Regions from separate parts of the Mus musculus genome. Here all the other regions are linked to region 2. Evidence: chromatin contacts called from public HiChIP or PLAC-seq data. All regions are on one chromosome and are shown on one strand. Each heading gives the region's core, a stretch centred on a gene start, on an enhancer-like site or on the middle of the called end of the contact. The rest is flanking DNA. Distances are from core to core; before and after follow the strand shown.

Region 1 (3,607 bases), core at 629-3,128, 230 kb before region 2:
CCTGTCTGGACACCCGGGAGGGCAGCTCTGAAAGCGAGTGAGCTTGAAGGGCCGCCTCACCACCACAGCCACAGAGCTGCTCATTAAGGACATCGCACTCCTGGAAGGGATGCTGATGCAGAGTGAACCCGATCGGCCACAATGAACAGAAATTATAACATTTAATGATAAATTTTCAGAATCTGACAAGACCAAGTCCTGTAATAAACAGCTCCTTTAAGCTGGGGTAAGTCCCTTCGAACACATTCCTATTAGAAATCAGAATCTGCTTGACAATGTGACATTTAGCGCGAGCACACACACACACACACACACACACACACTCGCCATCCCCCAAGGCATGTTCCTGCCTTAGTGATACTGAGAAAAGAGGCAAATAGGCTGCCCTAACTCGCGGTACTTCTCATACTCTCCATTCGGGGACTTAGTAACCCAGCACCTTTGTTCTAGCCCTCTGAAGAACCATGAAGTTAGCAGAAATTCCCTGAAAATAAAAGTTAATATCCTTCCTTCCAATCACTTTAAAATTTGAAAGCTTTGTTTTCTCAAATGTGCCACCTAAAATTGTGCTTTTATTTTATTTTTTATTTTTAAGAAATGTGCAAACATCTTTCAGGAAAACATCCTCTAAAAACACTCCTGAGGCCTGGACTGCACAGTGACTCTCAGGCCAGCCTTGGCTATAGAAGGAAACCGTCTGGGAACACCAAAAACACTTCAGAGAAACTGGACCGAGAGCACCAAGCAACAGGCGGCGGCACTCTCCTTTTCCCAGCCAGTCAAAGGCCTTGAACCAACGCAAACAAACGCCAGCCAGGCTCTCGTATCTCCCCGCTCCCTGCCGGCAGCGCTAGCCTGACAACACCGCGGTCCCTCGCCGCGGGGCTGAACCGAATGGAACCCGCACTCAACCGATCAGCGGTTTGCGGAGGCGCGAGCCCGCTGGGGGTTTCCCCCAGCACGGGAAGCGAGTACGAGCCGGGACACCCTGCGACTCCGTTTCTGCCGGAGCGCGCACGGCCTCCCCCGGGCTCCGCACACAGCCGGGGGCCGAGGTGCGGGCGGGGATGCCCCCGGGGAGCGGGAGGTAGATAGTCCGAGGCCCGGGGAACGACCGGGGACCCCCGATGGAAGGCCTCGGGGCGCCAGTTACGCAGACCCGCACGAGAGGCGCTAGGAAAGCGGGACCCGGCCGGGGACCGGCGGGAAGGGAGGTGCTGAAAACACGGGAAACCCGGGGCCCGGAGCGGAGCCAGCGGGGGAGGGGAGCGTCCGCCCGCCGCCGGGACCGCGGGACGCGGGGAGGACAGGGGCGCGACCCCCGGGCCCCCGAGGATCACAGCCGAGCGTCCGCTGCGGGTCCCCGTCCCCGCCCCCACTCACCATGTAAAGCGTGAAGGGCAGGCCGAGCAGAAAGAGCCACAGGTAGAGGTGGAGCGCGTTCACGAAGGTGGCCTGGTGCGGGTCGTAGTACCAGCCGCCGCTGAGCGCGGCCCACACCCCCTGCCGGAGGATCTGCAGCGTCTGCGACCCCATCCCCACCCGGCGTCGCCGCCGCCGCCGCCGCCGTCCCCGCCCCGGCCCCAGCTTCGGCCTCGTCGCCTGCGCGCCCGCGGACCGGTCTAGCCCCCTCCCGAGCTCCGGGAGAGCGGCCCGGCGCCGCGGCGCTCGCTGGTGCTGCTGCACGAGGAGGAGGAGGAGGAGACGGCGGAGGAGGAGGCGGCGAGCGGCAGGGCGGAGAGCGGCGAGGAGGAGGAGGAGGCCGGGCTCCTGAGCGCCGCCGCCATCTTGTCTTCGAGCTCCGAGCCCGAGCCCAGTCCGCCAGCGCTGCCGCCGCCGCCGCCGCCTCCGCCGCCGCGACCCCCGCCGGCCGCCAGCCTCGGCCCGGCGGAGCAGGCGAGCGGGCGCCCGGCAGGACGCGGAGGAAGCCGCGCCCCCTCCGGCTCCTCCTCCTGCTCCCTCCACCCGCGGAGCGGTCCCCACGGGTACGCGCAGCGCCTGGGTCGCACGGGCGCCTCCTGTTGGGAGAAGCCTGCAGAAGCAGCATCTGGCCGGGGTGGGGATGGGGGTGGGGTCGGGTGGGGTGGGGTGGGGTCGGGTGGGGTGGGGTGGGGTGGGATCCGGTCGGGTCCGAGTTTGCAACCCGGATGGCACTGCACCGGGCATGACCGACCACTGCAAGCTCTTTAAAGTCGAGCGGACTTCCAGACTTCCAGAATTCGTAGACCTTGCAGGGGCTGCCGTTTGTGGCAATTGCCCAAGACAAAACAAGTAAAAAACATTTGGGGGTAAACTGTCTGAGTTTGACACTGCAGGACTGGAAGAATTAAAGCAGAGTTGAAAAGAACTGTGTTACCCTTTTTTGGACCCGAAGCAGCTTGAGTGAGAAAAAGGGCGACGACGTCAAGAACTAGAAGCTTTACTGCTTCCAAATAGGTGTAAATTAATACAAGCTGCAAGAGATACAAAAGTATGACATGACCAAGTTATGCTTGCACCACAACTTTTCTTTTTCATGTGGTGCAACTAGTAACCATTTTTATCAATGGGCCAATCTCAGCAGAGTTGAAAGATTCCTGACTCCACCCAAACTTTGAATGGGGTCTTGTACTTCTCTTTTTATAGCTGTGAAAACTGGGAATCATTCTTGGCCCAGTCTAATGTTTCTGAAGTATGTCTGATCTCACTGGATGGCTTTTTTTTTTTAAGGGTTTGAAGGTTGAGTTTATTGTAGCAATAAACGTACTCTGTTTTCCCAGATTAAAGTTGCTATAATTAATGAGGAAAGCAAGTGAGACAGAGCAGTTGGTGACATTTTAAGAAGTGGTTAAAACCCATCGCAGTGCCTCTGGGTATCATGCCACTGTATAGCTGGTTATGCTCACACCTGCTCCACTTAACCTTCACAACGCTCCTTTAACACAGCCAGGGCTATCCTTATTTTTACCAGTGAGGGCTCTGCCACTCAGAGTGATTGCCCAGGTTCTCATAAGTAATAAGCTGTGGAGTGCTCAGAAGTCAGCGTTCATCCTAGCAGCATGGACTGAGCCTTTCATATCCACTCAGGTAGGAGTTAGAACTCAGGCAGGACCTTCAGGCTTAAGGATATAGTCAGCTGTTCTCAAAGGTGATGGGGGCATCACCTCAGAATGACTTAGAAAAGGAAATTCTCACATTATCTCTCTAGGGAAACTGGGTGAGAGACTAGGGAAAAACCAAAAAGTTTTAAGAAGCCTTCCAGAGATTGTAAGAACCTTTCAGGTAGGAAGAACACCACTTTCCGTTGTATAATCACAAAGTGATCTAAGTTCAAAGCACTTTAAAGGGTGTAAATAAATTCACATCAACATATATTTTAAATGTATGACTAAAAACAAAATCAAGATTAAGTAATACAATATTATAATTAAAATAGTGACCTAATGGCTTGATTCACAGGCACAAGATGGTTGAGTTTTCTTTTGTGTCTCCTGAAGGAGACAGGAAAGCTCTCTTGAGAAACTGGAAGCGATCCCAAGCTTTCCAAAACAAAGGAAGATGTAAACCAGGATAAAATTCCAATAGCACATTAGTTTCCATGCCAACAAATATCCACTGTGGTTTAATA
Region 2 (3,623 bases), core at 992-3,491:
AGTGTTTGTGTGGTAGGGACAGAAGGAGAGATTGACCACACCTCTGTCCTCTGACCAGGCAGGCCTGACCAAGGACATACATTGGGTTTCACCATGGAAATACAGCCACTTGTGGGGTGGAGGGCAGGCAGTGCTAGCTATTCATGGGCCGGGTAAATGTAGTCCTAGAACACCCATTACCACTCCAAAATCACTGCATTAGCCATCCTGAGTGCCTCTTCCTCCGCCCTCACAGGCTCTGCCCTTTAACTGTTCATCAGGGCAGTGGCCAAATCCTTACGGGAAACCAGAGGAATCAAGTATCCTTTTATGGATTCACCTATTCCATCCTTCTGTGCCATTATTTTCTCTGGTGCCATTATTTGTAATACTAGGGCCAGTGTCACCATCTCTGTAACTGCCCTTGGTTTACATGTGTAATTCTTAACGTGTGTAAGCTACCTCACACCGTGTCTTCCCAGGCTGGGTTTCACCCTAGTAAAGATGACCTGATAGGGGCATGGCAGCACAGGGGTAGAGCACTTGCCTAAAGATGACCTCAAACATGACAGAATGGGAAGGCGGAGGGAAGCTGGTGCTCAATGCCCAAAGCCAACACAGCAGATCTACATTTCTGAATGGACCATAGTTGTAGTCTTTCAACCTCCAGATGCATCCATCGTCACCCCGCCCCCACCCCCTAACAGGCCATACTTAGTTCAAGCAACTTTCAAGGTTAGAAATGAAGAAATGCCTTTTATTCTAACAGAGAGAGGCTTGACTGTGCCCCAAACCATACACACTAGGTGGGAAAAGTAGAGGGTGGTTGCGTCACTGTAAGGCAGTTGTTTATATCGCTGTTTGCCACATTTCGCAGGAAGTCCTTCGAAAGCCTCAGCGTTTTCCTTTTTTACAGACTTTACATTTTCTATAATGCACACACACACACACACACACACACACACACACACACACACACACACTTAGCCTCATCCCTAAAGCACACCATGGAAGTACACCTTCAGCCCAACAGAAGAGCCTTAGGCAGGAGACTAAGAATTCAGCAGGGCTAAGGACCAACCATGAACTCAGAGCCCTGAGACTGCTGGAGCAAGACCCGGAGAGAAGAAAGTAGCATTTTGGAATCCATTTTACTCAGGACATCCTGAAAAAAAAAAAAAATCCCCTTTGCTACTGGGGCAGGAGAACTTGAGGGAAGGCCTGTTTCCATCTGGTTACTTAAGGGAAGACATAGGTCAACTTTAAAGCCAGTGACACCCGAGTGAGACAGACAGGTGCATGAGCTAGCCTTAGAGCCCATGGCTTGTGCGGTATCTCTGGCTTCTTCTATCTCTTCAGTTTGAACCCAAGTGAGCAGTAGCAGTCGCTGACAGGCCCGCTGGGTCGCCCTCTGTCTGCCCGGTCATTTATAGGCAAGATTCACCATGTTTGCAAGGGAAGAGACTCAAGATGACTATGGCCTTTGGAAGACATCATCTTGAAAGTCACACTTTTTCTCAAGCGCCTCCCTCCCAGATCTCCCCAGAGCACCACTGTCACGGGAGGGAGTCTGCACCGCGGTGTGCCTCAGCGGCGCTCTGGGATCCAGAGAGACTAGGTTGGGAAAGCTGGGGACGGGACGCGTGGCCGGGCGGGGCCCCTGGAGGCCCGGGGAAGGAGAGGAGGGGGTGCGGCGGGGCGCGGCTTACCTGCCAGGCTGTTGTAACAGTCGATCTCAATGGCTTCAACCGTCTTGCTCTGCTCCTCTGAGAGGCGGCTGGATTTGGGAACCCCTGCCGAGGAGGCTGGCCGTGCGTCCCGCTCCTCTTGTGACGGCAGCAATCCCTTCAGCTCCAGCAACGCCCGGTGGTATTTGCCGATGGCTTCGCGGAATTTCTTGTCCTTGTAGCACTGCGCCCCTTGGCTCTTGAACTCGTGTGCGCGCCGGATAAGCTCCGCGGGCTCGGCCGCCGTTCCAGCCTGGCCCCGCTCCGGGGCTCCTCCGCCGCTCGGGACGCACGGCGGCGGCACGGGCCGCGGTCCCTCACCCAGCGCAGGCGGGCTAGGGTTCCCCGAGGATCGGGCCGCCAAGCCCTTCCTCTCCATCCGGCCGCCGCCCGCGCCTAGAGCGCGTCGCGATCCGGGCTTTAAAAGCGCGGAGCGCTGGCTTCGCGCCCCGCAGACTCTGCCGCGGCCGTTACCCTGGGCGCCGCGCGCTTGCCCCGCACTCCCATCCTTTTCGCCAGCCGCCCGAGGCAGCTCCCTCCTCCTGCGATCGCTCCCCTCCCAGCTCCCTCCCCCGTTCCCTCGGCGCCCGCCCTCGTCCCCGCCCTTTTCTGCTCCCGCAACCTGTCCCCGCGGGCTACCGGACCCTGTGCGAGCCTGGCCGTGGTGCAGGGGACAACGGGCCCGACTGGGGTGGTGGTGATTGTCGCTGACCCGGAAGAAGCTGGGCTTGCTCAAAGGAGGGGAAGATTAGCGACAAAGAGGGCCCCCTGGTTCCCATTCATCCAGCCTTCCGAGGCGCGCCGTGGCCAAAAGAAGCTATGGGGGAGGGGTGTGTGTGTATGGGAAGGACTGGGAGGGGGGGGGGTCACCTCAATAGCTTTCTTTAGGACTAAAGAGAAAGGTGCGCCAGGGAGCAAGGAAAATAAGCAGGTGCCACTGCTTGTTTTGTTTGCAGTAAGACATTACTATTTTAGGTGGCAGAGCCTCGCTTTTGTGGATCCAGGTTGTCGCTGAGGTGTGTCTCCCGGGCGCCCAGGACACCGGGTGCACGTCTGCGTGCCTGGCGTTGTATTCCGGGAGACTGTGTGTGCTTACGCTATGTGCGTGCGCAGCTATGCAGAATGAATCACAGAAGCGGAGATGGAAACACCTGTTACTGTTGGTCATCAGGCTTGGCGGGCACAGGGTTCCAGTTTCCATTACTGGACAGTTACGCACCCTTCCTGGGGAGGCTCCTTCTTTCTTTCCCTCTGTCAGTGAGAGTGTCAGCTGTATGCAGGAGATTGGCTGAGCCACACACAGGCAGATGAAAATAGGCAAGTTACAGCCCCCCCCCCCCCACCACACACACACCAAAAGAACCCAGTTTACTGCTGGAAGATACAATTCCCACTAGCAATCACAGAAAGCGCTGTGGAGCCCTGGGAATTCCTTACAGGGTAATAACATTTGAAGACCCCCCAAAGGATGGGCACAGGGAAGGAGTAAAATACCAGACAAAGCAAGAAAGCTCTCAGAGCTGTAATGTTGGACACCTCAGACATATTTAAGGCCTAAAGGTTTGACTTTATGGCTTTCCAAGTGAGAGGGATGCCAGGGGTTTCTGAATAAAGCATTTGGATTTGGGTTTATAGGCAATGAAGAGGATAGATACATTTTTAGTGATATTAAGGGAACGAAAAGATGCTCTTAATGTGATTTTCAAAGGGTGTTTCCCAGATCCGCAGCATCAACATCTTCTGGAAATTATTATATGCAAGCTCTAAGGACATAGTCCAGATTGTCTAAAACAGGACCCTAGCCTTGGATCCAGCAATCGGTGCTTCTGTAGCTCCAAGAGGAGCTCAGAGACAGTGCTGTGAAAACTTCCTACTCAGGTTTTGGACCAGCAGAATGAGCATCACTGATGAGCCTGC
Region 3 (3,265 bases), core at 738-3,237, 140 kb before region 2:
TATTTTTCTGTGGGTGCTGTTGTGAGTCCACTTTCCAAAATGCATTTGTAATTGTCTATGTAGACTTTTTGTAGAAAATGCAAAAGAAGAGAGGCAAGTATTTTTAATTCTTTTCCTTAGTGAGAATGGGTACTTCTTTTCTTTTCTTTCTTTTTCTCTTTCTTCCTTCCTTCCTTCCTTTCTTTCTTTCTTTCTTTCTTTCTTTCTTTCTTTCTTTCTTTCTTCCTTCCTTCCTTCCTTCCTTCCTTCCTTCCTTCCTTCCTTTCTCTTTCTTCCTCCCTTTCTCCCTCCCTCCCTCCTTCTCTTCTCCTTCCTTCCTTCCTCCCTTCCCCTCTCTCTCTCTCTCTCTCTCTCTCTCCCCCTCCCTCTCTCTCTCTCTCTCTCTCTTTCTTTCTTTCTTGAGACAGGGTTTCTCTTCTCTGTGTAGCCCCGACTGTCCTAGGACTTGCTTTGTAGCCCAGATTGACCTCAAGATCAGCCTGCCTCTCCCTTCAGTGTGCTGGCATTAAAGGTGTATGTACCACTGCTCAGCTGAGGACAGGTGTGTCATTTGACCTATTCTACCAGACATTTAAGAAGCATGTGTACGTGTGTGTGTGTATATATGTGTGTGTGTGTGTATATATATGTATATATATATAGAGATAGATAGATATAGAGAGAGAGACTTTGCAATTGCTTTAAAATGGCCTTTATTTCCTTTATCCTTTTGGTCTGTACTCTCTTCCCCCTTAATAATAGAAAACTTTCTTTTCTGAGAATATGAACAATTAGGTATAGATTTCAATGGTGAGTATGAAAGATTTGATTTATACGAGGTAAAAATCTCATTTCTCCCTCTTTGCTGTGATTTTATGTTTTTATCATCCCTTCTCCAAAATTTTGTTCTTTAAATGCATCAACCAAATTGAAACTTTTGATGATTGATTTCGGCCCAGAGGTTGGTTGCTTTGCGTGGCGGGATAAGAGGCAGCAGATGCATTGGGAGAAAGTGTGATGTAGAGACTGAGTTCTCTTTAACTTCTCTTACATCCTTACCATTCTGCGAGAGCCAGGCAGGGCACAGTAGTGCTATAAAATTTGTCCCATGGAGAAATCTGGGCCAGGATGGTGGAAGTGTAAAAGCTTACAAATTTTTTGGTCAAGTTTAAACTTTGACCATGATCTGAAGCTAGACGTATAAGGTTTTACCTTCTACACAGTTACTGTTGTGAATACAGCCTCCTGGGAAGGAGACCTTGCCTTGCTAATAAGTCAGGCTGTTTGCATGAGAGGGCAGGAGACTGCATGTCTGCTTTCCAGAAGCCAGGGTACTGGTTCTGTCTGTCCTTGAAAGTGGAGAGCTCTCAGGGTTTCTCTTCTCTGTGTAGTATTTTAAAGGACTTTGTCAAGGTATAACATGGTATCTCCCTGTCGGTGCTGATGTCGGTATAGGCTGAAGATCTTAGACGTGAGCAGGAATTGTGTGTGTGTGGTGTTTGCCTGGGATTGTGATGGCATCATGAGCCGATGGCAACATCATTGTCCCCCCCAACCCCCAACTGCAGTCCTTTCAGAAATAGGATGCCACCATTTGGCTCATTGCCGCCATCTTGGGAATTGTGACCGTTTGTTCTGTAGACATGGGGGCACTCTTCTGTTTTCTTTTGCTAAGGGTTACAGAGGGTTGGGTTTTTGGTCATGCTCACATGAGGTCAGAATACCAAAAAGTGTATGTTAGCCGAGTTTGATCTACTCAAGAACAGACTATGGCTGTCTGTGTGGGAGCCGTCACATTGTTAGGAAGTCTCAGGAGAAGGTGGCTGACTAGGATGTTTTGCTCTCTTGGTCACCTGTTTCAGTCATTTGCCATCACTGGCAGTGGGATGTGTCTGGGGTAGAGTATTCTTTGCTAGTATGTAGTTGGCATTGGGTGTAGGTTGGGCTCTGAATGACAGCAACTGAGAGACACCCTCACTTGCCTTTGAAAAGAAGTCTGAGGATTCCAGGGCAGCTGCACAGTGCGTGCAGAGCTCCAGGCTCCTATTTCTTATTGGTACCATTCCAGCACCTGGCTTCCATCCTCTCTGGCTGCTCTGGTCCAAGATAGCCATGAAGGGCATCCATTATTTGATCCAGATACAGGCCCGAAGGAGGAGGAAAGGCGGAAGCACAAAAAATCTGCCTCCCTCAGCTGAGTCCATGCCCAGTAGCTTCCCAGAGGCCCTTGTTAAACCCACTTTCTTACGTTAATTGGCCAGAATGTGCTAGCTGAAGAAGGGGCTTGGAAATAGAAAGGTTGCCCACTAATAATCAGGCTCTGTTAGCACAGATGAGCATAGGTTATTGAAGCAGCATCCAGCAGCCTTCACTATGGAGATGTTGTATCGGAAACACCCCTTATCTTAGCTGTTTAGTATCATGTCAAGGAAGTTAGCCGGGCCCTGAGATGGGAGACAGACATCTTTTCAAGTTAATGACTTGTGCTTCTAGTACTTGTAAAAAGCCACTGGCTATAACCGTGGGTCTGTGTCACTGGGGAAGACCAGCTACTTGTTACCAGAGGTACCGGAGAATGGTGATCTGTTAATGGTGTCCTGTCTTTTGGGGTAGGTAGATGGGTTCGAGGATTTTGTGTGGTAGGTGATTTGGCATGAAGGCATTCAGCAAAATCACAGTCGACTGGTTCCATAAAAAGTAAGCTAGAGGGTGTGGCTGGTAAGGTGGTCCAGCAGGTAGTGACACCTGGTACAACACTTGATGATCTGAGTTCAAGTCCTGGGACCCACATGGTGAAGGGAGAGAAATGACTCCCAGAGAGACAGACAGATACACACACACACACACACACACACACACACACACACACACAGAGAGAGAGAGAGAGAGAGAGAGAGATCGAGAGAGAGAGGAGAGAGAAACAGAGAGACAGACACAGAGATACAAATGAACACAGGATTGGGGCTGTGTGCATGGACTTTGAGTTGCAAGAGAAGAAGCCAGTCAAATTACACAATGTAAACAGGGCTGACAGTATGAGGAGCTTGATAAGTATTTCAAAGTCCCTACATACATACACACACAGACACACACACACACACACACACTCCTGTGTTCATGTGTGTTTCATACTGCTTCTCTTAGCGTTCAAAAGCTCAGGAAGCTGAAGAGTTTTCTTACAGCATGGGAACTCAACAGCTGTCTTCTCCGTGGCCTCACCCTGGAGTGGACCTGGGCTAGACATTAGTCAAAATCTCTGCCTGAATTTGTGTAGGACTTTCTATGG

What was found. HiChIP or PLAC-seq counts read pairs in DNA pulled down with a chosen protein or histone mark.
Region 1: a contact with region 2 is called in an H3K4me3 HiChIP or PLAC-seq map of embryonic stem cells, with 28 read pairs. The contact joins the promoter of Pcnx here to the promoter of Ttc9 in region 2. A contact is called at or near these places in 1 of 39 promoter capture datasets (pre-B cells), 9 of 484 Hi-C or Micro-C datasets (the HPC-7 cell line, embryonic limb bud, embryonic stem cells and 3 more) and 4 of 115 datasets of contacts at active chromatin or transcription factors (bone marrow-derived macrophages, embryonic stem cells and stem cell-derived neural progenitor cells).
Region 3: an H3K27ac HiChIP or PLAC-seq map of oligodendrocyte precursor cells shows a contact between it and region 2, with 3 times the contacts expected there. The contact joins the enhancer-like site here to the promoter of Ttc9 in region 2. A contact is called at or near these places in 9 of 484 Hi-C or Micro-C datasets (the AML12 cell line, the G1E-ER4 cell line, arterial endothelial cells and 5 more), 19 of 115 datasets of contacts at active chromatin or transcription factors (acute myeloid leukemia, bone marrow-derived macrophages, embryonic forebrain and 9 more) and 2 of 9 other capture datasets (adipose tissue and liver).

What each region holds. Positions count from the first base shown.
Region 1 is chr12:81,858,301-81,861,907 of GRCm38.p6, reverse strand. Pcnx (pecanex homolog) reads right to left here and starts at 1,878. Exons shown (of 36, transcript NM_018814.3): 1 at 1,384-1,878. The coding sequence starts at 1,536.
Region 2 is chr12:81,629,867-81,633,489 of GRCm38.p6, reverse strand. It overlaps Ttc9 (tetratricopeptide repeat domain 9), which reads right to left and starts at 2,241. Exons shown (of 3, transcript NM_001033149.3): 1 at 1,689-2,241. The coding sequence starts at 2,085.
Region 3 is chr12:81,768,448-81,771,712 of GRCm38.p6, reverse strand. The region is part of intron 2 of Map3k9 (mitogen-activated protein kinase kinase kinase 9); the gene reads left to right. Among named protein-coding and RNA genes, the nearest start is that of Map3k9, 11 kb to the left of the region's middle. Within about 2 kb of position 1,987, at least 3 of the 459 cell types and tissues checked have an H3K27ac peak or open chromatin away from gene starts, as enhancers often do. A contact at or near this core is called in oligodendrocyte precursor cells, where this site is marked.